Linked DNA regions of Mus musculus: region 2 is linked to region 1. Evidence: chromatin contacts called from public HiChIP or PLAC-seq data. All regions are on one chromosome and are shown on one strand. Each heading gives the region's core, a stretch centred on a gene start, on an enhancer-like site or on the middle of the called end of the contact. The rest is flanking DNA. Distances are from core to core; before and after follow the strand shown. Region 1 has its middle 26 kb from the start of Rnf168. Region 2 has its middle 17 kb from the start of Zdhhc19.

Evidence for each region. HiChIP or PLAC-seq counts read pairs in DNA pulled down with a chosen protein or histone mark.
Region 2: an H3K27ac HiChIP or PLAC-seq map of embryonic stem cells shows a contact between it and region 1, with 9 read pairs. The contact joins two enhancer-like sites. A contact is called at or near these places in 3 of 484 Hi-C or Micro-C datasets (bone marrow-derived macrophages and embryonic stem cells), 3 of 115 datasets of contacts at active chromatin or transcription factors (T-cell acute lymphoblastic leukemia and embryonic stem cells) and 3 of 9 other capture datasets (adipose tissue, liver and pancreatic islet).

Annotation. Positions count from the first base shown.
Region 1 is chr16:32,301,958-32,304,710 of GRCm38.p6, forward strand. No RefSeq gene overlaps it. Among named protein-coding and RNA genes, the nearest start is that of Rnf168, 26 kb to the left of the region's middle. Within about 2 kb of position 1,349, at least 15 of the 459 cell types and tissues checked have an H3K27ac peak or open chromatin away from gene starts, as enhancers often do. A contact at or near this core is called in embryonic stem cells, where this site is marked.
Region 2 is chr16:32,511,811-32,514,563 of GRCm38.p6, forward strand. No RefSeq gene overlaps it. Among named protein-coding and RNA genes, the nearest start is that of Zdhhc19, 17 kb to the left of the region's middle. Within about 2 kb of position 1,336, at least 26 of the 459 cell types and tissues checked have an H3K27ac peak or open chromatin away from gene starts, as enhancers often do. A contact at or near this core is called in embryonic stem cells, where this site is marked.

The DNA of each region.
Region 1 (2,753 bases), core at 99-2,598:
ACACAGTGAGACCCTGTCTTTGCGTTCATTCATTCATTTATCGTGAGGGTCAGCCGCTGTGTGCTGCAGCGTGTTTGAGGAGGCTGTGGCACTGCACTAGTAAACCATCTGGCTGCTCCCACACAGCATTTTTAGTGAAGTTTTAAGCATCAGGGTTAAGAGAAGGTAAGGCCCACAGGAAGAAAACATAAGAGCGTCTCAAAGAGTCAATCTCTCTTAATACTTTGGAATTCTGAATCATGCTAAAAATATCTAGTCAAAGTAGCCTTAAATGTCCTTAAAATATTTCATGGTGTTCGTAAAGCTCAGCCTGTACTACTACATGTGACTTTGCTCTTGTTTGGCTTTTTAATTGTTTTTAGGGTATGTTATACATACATGTTTGATGTATGTAGTGTATTTTGATCCTACTCATTCGTCCCAGCTCCCCTCTTAACAGTATAGCATAATCTGGCCTTGAATTTCTGCTTTTTCAGCATCAACCACCACAACCAGGTAGCTTTTAAATTAGAATTTTAAATTAGAATTTTTCAGCATGGAAAAATTAGAACATTGAAAAATTTTTGGATTATTTTGCTTTGATTTTTGTTTTGTTTTTTCATTTGAAACAAAATTTGGGCTTTCCGGGTAGGATTGCGGCAGACCTACAGTCCTACTGTGGACTCAGAGAAAAACTGCATTGAAAACCATGCAAGGCAGTGTGGTGGGGCAGGCCTCTAATACCAGCACTCAGGCAGCTGGAGGCCAGCCATACATAGTCCCAGGACGGTCAGGACTACACAGAAACCCTATCTTGGGAGGAAAAAAAGAGGCTGGAAATCGAGCACAGTGGTTGAGTACTTGCCTGACAGTCCCAAGGTCTTAGCTTCAATGCTTGTCAACGTGGGGGTAGGGGCAGAGTGGTGGAAGGACCTATTTCACAGCTTAGCATGGACAGGAAGATTTCTAGTTCTAGGAAGAGTTCTAGGCTACATGGAGTAAGCCAGCCTGAGATTTATAGCTTCTCTGCCCTGGAGTTCTCCTTTGGCCAGCATCTCAAAAATACCAACTGAACAACCTCCCCACAGTTAAATAGACAATAACAACTGCAGAAGAGAGAAGAGCCTCTGGTGGAGCTACCTGCATTTGGACAGGAAGTTCATTGGGTGCAGCTTTAGTAAGCCCATTCTGGAGTGAGCTTTTCAGTGAGGGTGTCTGCAGCTTCCTTGAGTCACCAGGTACCTGAAAGCAACCCCTGGTTAACAAAACAAAAACCAATGAACAAAGCACTAGGTGTGGTAGCCCATGCACTTAATTCTAGTGTTCCTGAAGTAGAGCCAAGTAGATCTTGCAGAGCTCTAGGCCATCCTTGTCTCCATAGAGATTCCAAGCCAGGAATGTAAGGAGTCCAGGTGTAAAACTCCAGGGAGCCATAGATTACCGGGGACCCCCTGAGTGAACCACATGGAGCCAGGATCAATGCAAAAAGCAAGAGGAATTTCTTGTTCCAGTGCACTGGGGTGATGTTGGAGCCCTGGAGGATTGTTAAAGCTCTAAGGGGAGAAGTTACCCAATGCGTCTATAGAATATCTGAGGGGAGAGGTATCCTGGCTGTAGGAGCCAAGAAATACCACTAAGTCACACCCCACCACAAACCTGACACAAAATATTTTATTGGGAGAGACACAAGAGGGTGGCTGCCTCTGCTTGGGCAAAAGGCAGTAGGAAACCAAGAAGACGGGTTTATATAGAGTTGAGTTTGTGTACACACACAGAGCTTTCCTGGGTGGGTATTGGTGGGATTTCATGTCCTTAGCTTTTGGGATGCCCAGGGATTGAGGTTTGTTGTTGTCTTTTTTTTTTTTTTTTTTTTTAAGCTCAATGGTGACTTTTCAAAACCAGGAAGCAAGCTTGGATTTTATACCCCGTAGGAGAACACTGAAACTACCTGTAATAGAAGAGTTAATTTATTGCTTCTTAAACTATCAGGAGCTTGGGTTCTGAGAGAGGATAAACCCTGAAGACCTCTGAGGAGGAAATACTTCCACTGCTGTGTGTATCTCTGAGATATCCCCATTAGTCCACTTCTGGATGAGCTGGAGGGCTTGGGAGGCTGGAGTCAGACCGGCGGCACTACTGTAACAATGATAAAGCCAGGACAGTCGGAGGCGGCTCTGCTTTTCCAGAACACATGGCAGCTCACAACGTAACTCCAATGTCCAGTTCCAGAGACTCCACCACCCTCTTCTGGTCTCTACAGACTCTGCACACACATACTACACATACTGTACATGCAAGCAAGCAAAACACGCGTACACATGAAAATAAAATGTAAATAACATAAAACTTTTTTTCTTTGGGTGGGAGGCAAAATAGGGCCTCATGTAGCCTAGGCGAGCCTGGGACTTGCTATGTAGCTGAAGATGACCTCAAGCTACTGATTGTCCTGTCAAGGTCTGGGATTTCAACTGTGTGGGACCACACCTGGATTGTCTTTTTTTGTTTGTTTGTTTTTTTCCTTTAGTATTTTGAATTTTAATACAGCAGCCATTTACTTCTATCCCGTCATTTTTTAAATTTATTATTTTCGTTTTTCAAGACAGGGTCTTGGGGCTGGTGAGATGGCTCAGTGGTTAAGAGCACTGGCTGCTCTTCTGAAGGTTCTGAGTTCAAATCCCAGAAACTACATGGTGGCTCACAACCATCTGTAATGATATCTGATGCCCTCTTCTGGTGTGTCTGGTGATGAAGTGTACTTAATAAAATAAAATCAC
Region 2 (2,753 bases), core at 86-2,585, 210 kb after region 1:
AAGGTACCATTTAAAAATTTGAGACCAGGTCTCATCAGAGTTACTCAGGCTGGACTTGAACTCTTTCCAAAGCCCAGCTGGGCAGTGAACCTGTGACCCTCCTGCTAGAGCCTGCAGGCAGATGGACTCAGGCTTATGCCTCCAGGTCTCTCACACCTAGGACTCTGGCTCAGTGAACACGATTCTGGCCTGACCTCGATGCCTCAGTGGCCCATTAGGATCCCTTGCCTGAACTCGAGTCATGCTAGAACTCAGCCATCCCTAGCAGCAATGGAGATCAGGAGCTCAAAGAAGGGCACTGACTCTGGGCAGAGAAAACTGCACTGGGAACATCCGCAAACCATTAGTTTCTAGATCTTTCTTCACAAGCCTTGGGCAAAAATGGAGAGATGCCTTCCTGCTGGCCCCTTCCTGGCCAGTGCAGCAAGATGCTATGCAAACAGCAAGGGCGGGTCTCCGGAGATGCTGTGCAGGAGTGGAGCGGGCCTCTGAAGATGCTGGGTGGAGCAGGTTCTCTGCTTCCTACAGCGTGTCCTGAACATATCCCAGCCTCTCAAAGTCACCCTTCCTTGCCTGCTAACAGGCAAGTGGAGCCAATGTCTGGTCTTGAATTCAGTGTTGGATGAGTCTCTACAAGGTGTAGACTGTCTGACAGGAATGAAGGTGGGATGGTTGCCAAGGTGACAGTGGTACAATCTTAGTCTACTTAGTCTAGTGTCCTCGCCCTGTGAAGGATCCTTCCACCCCACCTCAATGAGCTCACAGTTTCACACGGGATATACAAAGGTACTGTCCTTTTCACCATTTGTATTGACATTATAGACAGGTTCTAGCCTTGAAACTTGCTCTTTAGCCCAGACAGATCTTGAATTTACAATCCTCCTGTCTCAGCCTCTCAAGTAGGTAGGATTAAAGATCTGGGCCACTAGGCCAGGTTCCTATTCTCTTATGTTTTCTTCTGTCTCTGTCTCTCTCTCTGTCTCTCTCTCTGTCTCTCTCTCTGTCTCTCTCTCTCTCCCCTCCTCCTCCCTTTGCCCTTTCGTACTCTGGATTGAGATGACTTGGAAGCAGCCAAGGCTGTAGGCCACCTCATTAACTCCCAGGCACTAAGCTTAGATCACCTTTCTGTGGTGACCTTTTTAGCTCCCTTCCCTTTCTCCAAGTTATCTTCCAGGGGAAGGAGCTAGGCCTGGTCTTAGGGGACAGGAGTGAGCCCCTTGGGGACCAGGGCTGGGCCCTTTGGCTGCCATCTGGCAGTACAGTCTGGAGCCTCCCAAGCCCCTGCTGTGAGGCCTCTGGGGTGAAAGTGTCTGTCAGGCTGTGAGGTGGGTCTGTGCCCAGTTCACTCTGACTATCCAGAGACTTGGGCTGTTGGCCTGGCTCGGAGAACGGGTTCTGCTGCCCTGGGCACAATGCAGAGCAAAGAGGAAAGAAACCTTTTCCAAAGCAGAGGCCAGGAGGAAGCACACAGAGGCCTCTTTGCTTTGGAACCGAAGCCTTTCAGGTCTGTTTTCTTTAAATATCCTGCTACAGGAAAGAGAAGCCCAAATCCAGACATTCCTAAAACATTCAGGTGGCTTTAAAGCAGCAGTTTGTTTGATCTTCACCCCACCCTGTTTCTGCTCACTGGGGTCTCTGGGACCTACTCCTGCCTGGAGCTTGGTTGGAAGGTCCACACCCTTCCAAGTTCACTCACATAGCCGATGTACCGATGGGGCCTGAGACCTGATTGGAACTTGCTTTTTCTACTTTAGTCTGTTTTTGTTTTCGTCTGCCGTGCTGAAGATCAAACTCTTGGCCGTGTGCATCCTAGGCGCTCACTACCACTGAGTCTCAGCCCCTGCCCAGGTTTTGTTTGGTTTGGTTTGAAGTCACTTTTCTTTGATCCCCAGCTGTAATGGCATGGCTGACCACACCCTTTTCCTGGAAAGTCTTTCCCTTGACCTCTGGGGTCAGACACACAATGACTTCTGACTCAGTGCTCTGCCTCACTACTGATCACTAGACCTAAAGTCCCATCATGAGGCACCTGAGGGTCTCCATCACTTCACTGGTCTTTAACCCAGAGGACTCTCCACTGTGGCAGGCTCTGCGATTTAGTTCTCTATGTCAGAGTGAACCTGATAGAGATGGTGCACAAGATGAGCAGAAGCCCAGGGTTAGCCCAGATTCAGGAACAGTCACTGAGAAGCCGGTCCCAAAGGACGGGTCTCAGCCAGCCTTTCCTGTCTCAGGTCCCCTGATAGAGGGGCAGGAGTCAGGACCAGAGGGACAGGTAGTCCTGAGAGAAGAGGCACTGGGAGGGGGGGAAGCCATCTACAGCCTTATTGCTGGAAGAGGACATAGCAAGCCGAATGGCCTGGGTTCTGTTCCTGGGAGCCACACTGGGAAACAACTAAAACCCCACATGAGGTAGAGTGCGGCTGTAACCCCAGCACCCCCTCCTGCCATGAGATCGAGGCGGAGAGAAGAAGTTCCCAGAAGCTTTCAGCAGCTAGTGTGGAGCAGGCAGCACAGAGAAGAAATGAGAGACTCTGACTCAACAAGGCAGAGAGAGAACCAACTCCCCAAAGTTGTCCTGTGAGTGCTCTGTGGCACATGTGCACTGGCACACACACAGACATACACTCACACACACACATTCACACATATACCACACACACAGGCACACACAAACAGACGTATACTCATACACAGAGACACACACAGAGACACATTCACACATATACCACACACACACAAGTCACACAGAC